Regions from separate parts of the Oryzias latipes genome. Here region 2 is linked to region 1. The links are chromatin contacts, called in public Hi-C maps. All regions are on one chromosome and are shown on one strand. Each heading gives the region's core, a stretch centred on a gene start, on an enhancer-like site or on the middle of the called end of the contact. The rest is flanking DNA. Distances are from core to core; before and after follow the strand shown.

Region 1 (6,121 bases), core at 980-3,479:
TTGATTTTTTTTTCTTATTTGAATTTTTACTTTTATTTTACTTAATTACAGATGCCTTATATTAACACACAAAAAAAGAGCAAACTGGGAAATTAACTTTAGGGAATCCGTTTTTTTTCTACATCTTCATATGAGATTAGCTTGTTCAAACTAAAAGTATATTGTTATAAGTATAAAAAATATATAATTGTAGTTACATGTTTAGGTTTTAAAAAAGGATTCTACAATTTTTTCAAAAGATAAAACTGAACCAAAGTCATAATAAGAGAAAATGTCATGTTTGACTTTCTTGCTTTTTTAATTCAAGTGAGTTTGCTGCAGCAGGAGGATCTTATTTGACGCAGGATGTATTTTATTTTGAAAGGAACGTGTGCGTGCTGCTGTTAAAGGTTAAAGAAAATGTAATTTTTTGACATAGAAAATTATAAATACTTATGATTCAAATATTGCATTATTAAAACGCTACCTTTAAGAAGCATCGATAAACGATAAAGTGGGAATTAGCAGCTCTCGCTGAGTTTTGTTCTGTAAGAAGCTGCACCAAATGGCTTATTTAGTTGTAAAAGTTGTACATCCCTTGTTTAAACCGTTAAAAAAAATACCAGTTTCTCCAACAGGTATTACAACTGTGTACCATTTGCTGGCTGCGTCTTCCTGGAGCCCGCTAAAGCGTGCCAGCCCAGAGTGAAGACATTTGAGGAGTTCCCTTTGGAGATGCATTCCCACAAAGCTCCTCAAGTAAGCTTTTTATCCTATTTTTGAAAAGTGAAGCTGCTAAATTTTCAGTCAAATAGTTCTGAATCCATAACAGCCGCCGTTGGTGGGAATGGTCCGTAGTTTAGCCGATTACTTAACAACCACCTGACTGTTCTGGTGTGAAACTTTGTCTCCTGCCAGGAAAACCAGACTGACAGCGGCATGGTTCTGGCCTCGGAAGAATTTGAAAGACTTGAGCACAGCCACAGGGGGGCCATCCTGAAAAGGTTTGTTATTGAAACTCTAAGAAACCCCTTAAGGATGCACATAAACAGTCAAGAGATGAAGAAACTGTTTTGACTTTTGGACAGACGCATGCTCATAACTCACTGACAAATTGAAGTAAATGGTTTACAAAAGATGTTTTCACTGAAGATCTGCCATGTTTGGGTCAGAAAGGAGTCACTCTTCATTGGAAAGGGCGCAGTGTTTACTCTCAGTTTTGCGAGTTGAGGAACCAGATTTGCATGAAAAGAGTGAGGGTATGAGTCATCTTAAAACACAAAAGCTTTTTGGCAAACTTCTAATGAAGCTCTGACTCAAAACTGATGTGGAAGATCCTTGGTGTTTATCTAAAAAGGCTTTTATGTTCCTTTGTTTCTCCTTGATCTCCTAATAGTGACAAAGAGGCTGACCCTGTTCTAATAAAAACCCAAACTTGCTTCTAACATGATTGGAGCTCTTTTTCCAAAAAGAATTGATCAAAAATCACAGAAAACATGTCACAGGTTTAAATGAAAGGACTTGCAGAACTTTATATCGTTTAAAAAATGAATAAACTGTGTTCTTCCAGTCGGATGAGCAGCACCAGCAGCACCGAGCCTCTGACCTCCTCCCACTGTTCTCTGGGTCAGAACACCAGCAGCTCCCGGCTGCGGCCCAGCTTCTTCAACCAGCTGTCAGGACAGACCTTCTACAACAACGAGTACGGACACCTGTCCGAGGAGGGCTTCCTTGACTTCTACTCTTCACCAAACGCCCCCTGCCTGGCCTCCTCTAACGTCTGATCCCACCCCCAAAAATATAAAGACGGGGAGAAAAAAAAAGGGGGGTTAAAGGTTTGAGCATTCTGCTTCAAGGTCGGGTTATAACCAGAGCTGGCATCTCCTTCCCTCCTGTAGAGCCTCAACAGATGAACTGAACGTGCTCTAACCAGCCACTGGGTGGCAGCACTGCAATTCCAAAATATTGTCAAGTCATTCATTATTTTATGTCTTTTATATACAGAGTATTCTTCCTCTATTTTTGCAAGTTATACTTTATACAAGAACAAATAAAGACTTTTATCCTCCAGTTCTTTCGAATGTTTATCTGGCCTCCCATTGAGTGGCAGCAGAGTAGTCGAGACGAGCGCATTTCAGCAGATCAAGGATACTGAATCGCAGCAGTGGCAACAAATGACGACTGCCGGCAGAAGAATGTAGGCCAGCTGAGGAGGTGAGTCACGTTAAGAAGCTCTCATTAGGCCGTGGACGTAATCGTGGAGAGCGCTGTGACAGCTTAAAGCCGGCTCGCTGCACAGATGACTCCCTGCTGGGCGTCGGCTTCAGCTGCAGGAAATGACAGGATGCAAAATCCACCTCTTCCATGTTGGAGAGTCACACAAATCATCCCTGAACGGGAGGGGTTTACTCTGACATGTGAGGCGGGCAGCGACACCGGGTCACTCTGGGACACCGCTACTGCTTCAAGATATGAATTACTGTCGCCTAAATCTAGCTTTAATGACTATATTAATCAAATTAAGTCAATAACTTGGAGTAGGCTTTTAAAATGATAAGAAAACAAAGCAAACAATGATTTGAAATGTGCTTTTACTGGAGTAGGAAACAGCCCTACAGAAATCCAGGGCAGAAATGGGCGTCTTTTCAGGCAGAACAGGTTTTTAGGGTTTGTTGTTACCATACTTCAACAAAGAGGCTGCAATAGAAACAGTATAAAGAGATAGAAACCTTAGAAAAATGGAGCACAGAGAGAAAACCTAAAACTGACCTTTCAAAAACCAATTTTTATGTAAATAAACAAGATCTCAAGGCAAACGGGTGAACACTGAAGATAGAAAATAGGAATTATGTGAGTTTTTTGGGAAAAAAAAGGACTTTCAGTTTCGTTTTTTTACCATAAAACATAAAAAACCGTGAAAAACGTGTGGTTTGACGCTGACTGAGCAGGAAACCAATGCAATTTCGTCTCTTGCACACTTTACACTGATCTGCAGTCACACAGGTGATGCACCGAATGTGACTTGACACTTGAAAACGTACTTCACTTCAATCCGGCACACAGTTCTTTAAAATATATCCCCAAAGTAACAAGAGATGGCCTCTTCCCTTCTCTGACCTCCAATGACGGAGGAGACCGACATGTGATAGTCCACGCGTCAGACGAGCGGATGGAGCCCTGAGAGGATCTTGGGTAAAAGATACGCAGCCATGCAAGCCTGGTAGCTATATCTCATGTCGTAGACTCATAGTGGTAAATAAAAACCTCCACGAGAAAAGTTTTTTCTTTTGTTTTTTTGAGGTGGGATTTAGCAAACAGGCTTAGCATCGTGCCACATATAAATAAGAGCCCAGTCTGTGTTATCAGGACATCTTGCCTATCTGGATCTTCTTCCAGGCCTCGGAGGCGGTGAATATGCAGGAGTCGATGATTCCAGCGACGGTGAAGGTCCCTCCTACGATGGCACAAATCTGCAGGAATATCAAAAAAAGAAAAGCGTTTGAAGGTTTTGTGGTCAGCATCACAACAGGCTTCTCTCGATGCTCCTCGGCTGTGACTAATGATAACGCCTGGAAGAACAGTCATCTCCTAAGACGCAAACCTTAACTGCTCGTTAGCAAGGCAGGAAATGCCAGTGGGGACGTTTACTATCGAGCTGGATGCCACTTGAGTCAGATTTCCCTTACTCATTGTGACAGGTTGCATGGCTTTGGGGTAATTTTTTTTTTTTTTTTCATTGTTGGAGATCAAAGTTATTTAAAATCATTGCAGCTCAGTAATTTTTTACCATCTTTTGCTAACAGGTTAGCTTTGTCATGCCTTAAGGGCTAAACAATATCTTGATAACATCACTACAAAACAAACAAACAAAAAAATTTTGTTGTCAAAAACCAATTAAATTTTCATATTTCATTAGCTCACTCACTCGTACATTTACTCGTACATTTCACTTATCCCCATTTTTAACTTATTACTTTGCTCCAGAAGCCATTGTGGTTTTCTGGTTCTACCTTTGTTCGCGTCTTATTGTGAAGTTTTTTTTTTTTTTTTATCTCCCACTCCCTGTACTGACCGAGCGTTCACCTGTGTGTGTGTGTGCACAGATGCTCCCTTTTTGTCTGCAGATGAGGTCATGGTTACAGTAATCACAAGTTACCCAGGCTTCACGTTTACAAAACAAGCCTGAATCATCACTAGGGCTGTTGTTGTGCCTGACATTAAGAGAGGTTTGAGGGGATGCACAAGCATGCCAGTCAACGCTGGCCTGCGATTTGCTCTCATAAATCCAGATGACACTATTCAATTACAAACTTATACTTTTTTTTTGCTTTTTTGAAGTAAAAGAGGAATTTCCTCCAAAAAAGGCAAACTGAGCTTTTTTTGTTCTCTTAGGCCAACATGTGGCTCTTGTTTTCTGTGTTTTGTCTTCTCCTCCTCCTCTTCCTCCGCCTGAAGTGATTTGCTGCTTCTCTTGGAGAGTTTACCAACATCTAACTTTTAGAGCTTTGGTTTAGTTTTTGAAGTCTGTTTTCTTTTCTAATTTGCAGTGATAATGAAATTAGTAAAAGGACAAATATTGAAAATGAGAGTAAAACTAAACATGCAACAGATGTTCATGTAGAGGAAGGTAAAGTTAATGACTATGTCACACACCTAGATGTGTGAAATTGGTTCTTCATCTCAAGGGAGTGGCGAGGTGCAAACACAGGCCCGTTCGAGAACTATTTGCTGATTTAAGCCTCCAAACCCCCTTAACCCTAGGTGACAGGGTTCTATGCGGACCAGAATTGGGTAATGTACAAATATAAATATCAAGGTCGTAGACCGATTGGCCAAAATCCTGCGCGCTGCACGGGGAGCCTACTAGTGTTTGACTATTAGGATTTAGGAAATTTGACATCCTCCGTTTCACCTGTACACACTCATTTTGATGACATCCCTTAAGACAGGGCTGCCCAATCCTGGTGCTTGAGATCTACTGCCCTGCCTGATTTCCATCTCTCCCTGCACTACTTTCCGCTGATTAGCTGACTCTGTTGTCTCCTCATTCCAAATCCAGGTAATCAGAACCAAGCGTTGGAAAAAAGGCAGTGTGGTAGATCTCAAGGGCCAGGGTTGGGCAGTTCTCCCTTAAGAGAACTGCAAGATATACCTGCACTCCCATTAAGATGCAGCCCCTCCTGTATGCAACCCTCTATGGGCCTGGACAGCCCCAAAAACCTGCAACACCTGAACAGGTCAACCCCTGAATGAGTGAGTGCATGTGACTGAGGCTTAGGTGTCAAACAGGGAGGCAGATATCCCATTTTTAAGACACTTTGGTACGATCCAACCAAGGATTTAAACTGACACTCTACTACTAGGCCACTGAGTTGAAAAACCTCTTAATGGCACTCTCTCCAAATATTTCATGCTTTTTTTAAAGCAGATTGATGGAACCTAATGTTTAAACTGGATTTTAAAGTGGTTTCTGTGATTTAAACTCTGACAGAAATCAACAATACATCACATTTCATGAAGTTTAAAACACACAACAAACATGTGTTTTCAGTGCAGTCTGACTCACTGTTGTGATGAAGCGGTAGAAGGGCTGCCTCCTCTCTGTGTACTTGACGGTGATGGGACTGAGGTCGTATCTGAACCAGATTGCGGGGATTATTCTCCCTGTGTGGCTGTAAGCAACATATTCCTGTGCGAGGCAATGACACAAGTTTGTTACGATCATAAAATAGAAACCCAAACGAGTCCAATTCACTCAGCGTGAAGTAAAACAAGGACAATCGGAAACTTTATTTTTCTTCTGCGGCGGTGCAGATGGCAGTGGGTGTTGACAGAATTCCTCTCTCATAAGGTCACTCAAAGTCATAAATGACTCATGATGAGTGAGTTTTTGGACAATAAAACTCACATGAAGCGAACCCGAAGAATGTGAAATAGAGCTGACCACATGACCTTTGAAATATTCACACAAATCCATCCTTCTAAAGTAACAAACCCACTTCTGATCGGACTCTTTAAAATCGAGGCAGGGGAATATTTTTCCACAAGCCCTCATTTCCATTCTTCACAGCTGACTTGTACTTGTTGTTGGTCAACACTGCTGAAGCAGTTGTCAGTCAAAACTGTTCTTGGAAGTGTCTTT
Region 2 (6,121 bases), core at 1,660-4,159, 85 kb before region 1:
GTTACCTCCTATCAGAAACGATTAATGTTTTCACAAAAAATAAAAGTGACTTTGGCTTTAAAGAAAAAATTCAACCTTTGCAGTTGTGCTACTTTCTATGTTTCTGGAGCTGTGCTGAACAAATCTGATGTCAACAGCACAATGTGAACGTTTCCATCTGTGTCTTATCATTTTTGCCAATCACCTCAATCAACATTCTATAATTTTTGAGAGGAGTACAACACTCAAGAAAGTTTCCTTTTTTTCAGGTTAACCCCTTTCATGCCTGGATTCATTTCCAATTACCGGTACGTGTAAAAAAAAAGTTTTTTTCCACATATTTTTTTTTCCCTTTAAGGTGGTGCTAAAATTAAATAGAACTCTAAATTTATGGCATGAAGAGGTTAAAGGTTAACTAATTCATGCAGAAATGTGAAATTTAATGATATAGCTTAGTTAGCAATTTACTGCTTTCTTTAGATAACACAATTATTTTGTAAAATTAGGGTTTTTATTGGGGTTTGGGAGAGGATGACTAAAGGATTACTCAACAGGAAATATACGCAAATGTTTGTCTCTGAAAGGTGGTCAACTTTTGGATCAACAGTTTTATTTTATTTTTTAATCAATTTTAATAGAAATTAGTGGTTTAATGGTTGCATTGAGTCTTGTTCTTCACTATGACTTGAAAAAAGGTTGCAAACTTTGCATCAAAGCAGAACTTATTTCAACTTTGTGTGAAGAGATTGTTAGTCAGATGAAATTATAAGCTGCACAAGTGTCACCGATAATACTCCTGACATCGTGACCAGTGCAGTCATCAGCGCCGGACAAACCCTCAACACTCAGTACAAACTGCTGCTGCATCATTAATTATGGAAGAGGAAAACAAAAGCAGAGAACATTGAATGCAATATGAAAAAACGAAGAAAGGAAGTTTGTCAGCCTAAAACATTTGTATTCCTCGTCTCTTCAGTGTTTTTATTTATTCCTTTAACCTCTGGACTCTGACTGAACCTCTCCAAAACAAACTTTTCCAATTTCATATGTGGATGAAATATTCTGCTTTTCTGTTGCGCTTCACTGACACAGGTTCTGAATGTTCCCCTTCACAGCAACAGCGGCTGAACTCCACTGATCTGCTCAGCCACAAACAGCTAACCCTCCAGACTGCATCAAACTGACTTCTTTTGATCAACTGGCATCTGAAAAAAGAGCAGAATTCCTTATAAACACTGTGGACACATCAAGGAGCTCTTACTCCAATCACAAGATCATTAGAAAGTCTCCTTGTCTATCAGAGATCTCCTTTATTGCTCCCATTACAAATATAGAATAATGAGGAAATATTTCTCTTCTGATTTTGAAGCCAAAAAAGGAGAAGGGTTGAACCATTTAAATTAGCTTTTTAAAACCTGATGTATTTCCTTTTCTTTCTTTTAATGTTGGATAATTTCCACTCAAATCAATCAGACGTTAGAATAAATAGACAACCAAATGTGTCATCTTTTTCTTGTGTTTATCTTAAATTTCATTTCTATAAACGAACCCAATTTGAAAGTCAGATGAGCTCTGAAGAACTCGTGCAAAACACGGGAAATTAAGCCTGGTTCTTGAGATAGACAAAAGTGTGTGATTAGCCTCCATCTCTGTTTTGAGGACCATTCCCTCCATCTGATGAAACAGCAGGAATCCTGACCTTATTATTCACTGTTTGCTGGTTTTATGAGTTACTAAATGTGGGGGTGAAAGACAGACAGACAAACAAAAATCCAATTTGTCCGTTTCCCCTTTTGCTTTTCCAGTTTCTCGCTCGATAGTTGGACACTATGTAATGCAAATGCAAGCCTTTCAGTCGCCTGTGATTGAAGCTCCTGATTAAAAAGGATGGACTGTCTGAAGTTTGCATATTGGATAGGAGAGGTAATCAGCCGTGTGGGAAGTTTCAATGACGCCTCAGAGGGAAGATATCTTTTATTGCAAAATACGGTCAGACCTGCCGCATGCAGGAGCCAAACTGTTTCTCACCCTTCTTTTTCTCCACGTTTGTTAAATAAAACTGCACGCATGACCTGAATTAACCACAGGTGCTCTTACAACTTCATCTGAATTCATCTTCCTCTTTGAATTTTATGGAAAAAGTGCAAGAGTCAACAGCTGGGTAGAGTAAATACACCATGCATGATGCATAATATTAAGTGATTTTTTTTAACATTACACATTCTAATCTGGTTTGAAATGTTGACTTGTGTTCATTTTTTATAAAACGCACAGTGTGGAACAACAGGTTATAATGCTTTAAAAAAGCGGGAGAAGGGCCACAATTTTGAGTTTGTAAAGAAAAAAAGTCCATTTTCATTAGCTTTTGTAGTGCGAAATATGTTTTTCTTTTTATTTGTATTTACAGGTTGTCATCTGTTTAAACTTGAATATTTTTGTCCTCAGTAAATCATCAAATTATATCTTAATAGTTGCAATGAGGTGTATGATGTTTTTTTTTTCTGTATGTGTTTTCTTTTCCTGTAGTGACAAATAATCTGCTCAAATTTGACAATGTCATGCTGCTTTATTTAAAATAAAATAATAATAAATAAAATAACTATTAAAAAAAAACTATAGGTGTACAATCTCTGTCTCCCACAAAGATAATAGGACCTTCCATTGTCAAAAAGTAAACATGACTGAGCCTCAAAGAATCCTTTTTGAATGATTCATTTAATATCCACTTGTAAAACTGTTAGATAGCACACAGTAACATGAATAATAAAAAAGATTTCTGTGTCATACTTTGATGTTTGGACATTCCTCGTGACTTTTTTCTTATTTGTGTCAAAACAAAGTTTAAAAAAAAAAGGAACGTGGAACCAGGAAGTTTTGTTGAAGTGGAAATAAAGCTTAGGCAGCAGCTTTTTTTCATGTCAGCAAACTTTGACACCAAAACATCAGCCCTCAGCTGGAGGGGGGTTTCCGGTGTGCGCACGCGCAGATTCGAAAGCGTCGGACCAGGCTGCGCAGGAGCGGATCAGACAAACAAGCGACGGACTTTGAAGCGTATCTTGACCACGTAAGTTTTTTCACGTTGATGAGAAGTTTCTAGCTTCGGCTTTGATCTTATTAAAGCGGGTTGAAGGCGGTTTGAGCACAGACACGGGAGCAAAAGACTCAAGTTTGACTTCCACAACAACACCGAAGTAAGCTAGCTCGCGGAAGCCCGCGTGACACTCGCCTGACTGTCAGTGTTTTTGCTTAACCTGCTGCAGCCCTAATCTAACGGGTGCAAGGGCACATCAAGCGCAACATTTAGTCCAACATTTCTCTCGTGTTAGAAGAGGAAATGAGAAACATATTTGTTGGCATAAAGAGTTTTGTTTTTTCAGAAAAAGAGGAAAGGTGCTTCTACTTTCACTTCTCCGTCTGGACTGATCTGGGAGAGGAGATCCATTCCATCATGGCTGCCGCTGCTCCATCCTCCTCCTCCAAAGGCAGCTTGAGGGAGGACCTGACGTGTGCCATCTGCTGTGATCTGTTCCGGGAGCCCGTCATGCTCCCCTGCATGCACCATTTCTGCAAACCCTGCATCTCCAGGTACTGGAGGGGAACTCTGGGACCCGTCAGCTGCCCGCAGTGCCGCAAGGAGTTCCATTCCAAACAGTTTCAGACCAACTTCCTGGTGGCGGCTATGGTGGAGAAGGTCCGTGCCACCACCTCAGACTCCTACACCAAGAGCCTGGAGGTGAGCATGGACTCTCATTTCATTTTTTCTTTGCATTTAAATAAAGTTGTGCAGGTTGAGTCGTGTTGTGTGCCACACCCTCCACCTTTTCTGGATGACATCTTGCCTCGCCACATGCATTTCTACAGTCTAGTATTCAGTCCTGGTCATGAACTTGCCCTTTTTAGCGTCACTGATTCGTCCCCAGCGGTGAAGGCTGTTCATTTCTCCGTGTTTTGAAATCACGGAGGCGAACTTATCTGCATTTTCTCCAGGAAACCATATTGATCCCTGCAGCAATGATAAGGCGGCACACGGCAGCTGTTAGTGCGAGCTTAAAGGCTGGACGGGGGTGAAACAGATTGATCATTAACTTCTGATGTCTGCTTTGTTTGTTCCTTTTGAAAGCCAAGAAGTTTTCAATCTAAAGTGGGATTACTATGGAAATATTTGCTGAGAGGAAGATGAATTGAAACTGTTTGGTTTTTAGGCCTGTGGTTTGGGATGTTTTTACTGATCGGTGTGCAAATATGCTTAAGCAGCATATTTTTTTGTTTTGGTCTTAATGAAGCTTCTGTGCTGCTTGCCATACTGCAGGTGGGGTTGGGGCTCTATTTTTCAGTATTTATTTTGGTTTAGACCCCATGTGTCACCATGGATGAGAAGTGCTTTATAAATAAAGGTTGATTTGATTTGATTACAGAAAAAACTCAGGGAGATGATGGAGAGCCACCGCCAAAGAAAAGAGAACTTCATCCTTGGTGTCCGCAAAGACAAAGACCTCATCAATGTCATAAACGTACGCACTTTCACTCTTTGGGGATCCAGACTGGTAGCACTGAACAGAACCTGTTATTTGCAGGATGTGTGCATAGTCGCAGACGTAGATACACACCAAAAAAGTGCATCGAGGTAGAATATTCTGATGCCAAAAAATAGAAATCCAATCAGTTTTTGGCCAATTATTTATCCCGCCTCTTTTTGAGTCATGAAATTCTCTAAAAAATAAAATACTAAATCTATTTTGAATTGATGTACATTAAATATACATCAGTTCAAAACAGCAGCTGATTTATAGAGTATTAGAGTATTTTATAAAGGTTTTATTTTGAAAATGAAACAATTTTACCCCTGAGGCAGTTACATCTCGGCAAAACCCCCCCAACTCACTATTAGGTGGTTGAAATAATCTTTTTTAATCTCACAGAGGAGAAATTACTCGTCACGGAAAGAGAAAAACAAATAAACAAACAAGGACTTCTTTCATAATCACTTGAACCAAACTCATTAAAAAATTGTGGCATTAGAGTTTGCAGGTTTACAGGATTAAAGGGGCCTGTGAGCCCAAAAAGAGCAGCTTTTATTCTGAAGATATTTTTTTAATAAGATAGAACATACAATTTGAAGCTTTGACAGTACAATTAACCTTGTGTTTTATGTTTTTTAATAATTATTTAAGAAGTTTTAACTCGAATTTTCCCATTTTTGTGTGACTGATCAAAATGTCAATCATCTCAAAGACGCTGCATTGGCTGTTCATTTTAATGTAATATTTCTCATTTGCGACGTTTGAGTTATCTTATAACATATTAGTTGTTTAAAAAAGCTCAAATTATATATTTTTCTGGCAATCTAACAGAAATTCTTTTTCTACGCATCAGAGGGTTGGGACAGACATAAAGACACGCATCAAAGGTGAATTCCAAGCTCTCCATCAGATTCTGGAAGAGGAGAAAACCTCCATGCTGGAGCAGGTCACACGAGAGCAGGAGGAGCAGCTGGAGAAGGTACAGCGCCACCTGGAGGCTTCGGAATCTGCCATAACAGATCTGGAGGAAAACATGCAAGTGCTGCAGCAGTTTAGCTCTGCAGTGGATAACATTGAACCAGCAGAGGTTAGTCAATTTAAAAATAAACAACTTTGTTAAAAACAGAAAATTGGGTTTAAACTTATTTTTATTTTATTTTTCCAACAGCTGCCACAATTGAGGTAAGATTCTCAATTTTTTTTAAAGTTTTTGTTGCTACTCCACCAAACTAAACTGAGAAAAAGAGATCAGACAGATTACTGAGTCATCTAAACAAAACCGCAGCTTAAACAAATACACACAATATTTGTTCAAACCAACAATAACACAGCTTTCTGCCAGTTAAAAGTTATACGTTTATGAGAGGTGTTCTAGTCATGAGTAGGGATGGGTACCGTGCCCCGGTATTGAACCAGCCCCGGGGCCACATTCTTCAAGACCGCAGTATCGTTAAGATCTGACCTGAACGGTTCTGCTATCGGTACTGGAGAAGTTACTTCTTTTTTTTAATTATTTGTGTCCCACAAGCATTTTCTGCCATATTTCACTCACCAAGTCAGTCAATTTTCCGTTAATTAATGATGATGTTAATTTCGGTATTCTCGTTGAAGCGGAGAGCCCT

Evidence for each region. Hi-C and Micro-C count contacts between places; a contact is called where the count stands out from the background.
Region 2: a Hi-C map of embryo shows a contact between it and region 1, with 2.7 times the contacts expected there. The contact joins the promoter of LOC101170891 here to the enhancer-like site in region 1. A contact is called at or near these places in 4 of 5 Hi-C or Micro-C datasets (embryo and fibroblasts).

What each region holds. Positions count from the first base shown.
Region 1 is chr10:19,007,574-19,013,694 of ASM223467v1, reverse strand. ergic1 (endoplasmic reticulum-Golgi intermediate compartment protein 1) reads right to left here. Exons shown (of 10, transcript XM_023959282.1): 9 at 5,546-5,668; 10 at 2,554-3,449. The coding sequence ends at 3,342. flt4 (fms related tyrosine kinase 4) reads left to right here. Exons shown (of 30, transcript NM_001172043.1): 28 at 618-738; 29 at 898-983; 30 at 1,550-1,763. The coding sequence ends at 1,763. Among protein-coding and RNA genes, the nearest start is that of ergic1, 17 kb to the right of the region's middle. Within about 2 kb of position 2,229, at least 3 of the 8 cell types and tissues checked have an H3K27ac peak or open chromatin away from gene starts, as enhancers often do. A contact at or near this core is called in embryo, where this site is marked.
Region 2 is chr10:19,093,004-19,099,124 of ASM223467v1, reverse strand. It overlaps LOC101170891 (zinc-binding protein A33), which reads left to right and starts at 2,909. Exons shown (of 7, transcript XM_011492158.2): 1 at 2,909-3,043; 2 at 3,357-3,712; 3 at 4,395-4,490; 4 at 5,353-5,586; 5 at 5,668-5,681. The coding sequence starts at 3,428. LOC111948024 (a long non-coding RNA gene) reads left to right here. Exons shown (of 3, transcript XR_002874012.1): 2 at 249-287; 3 at 1,095-2,454.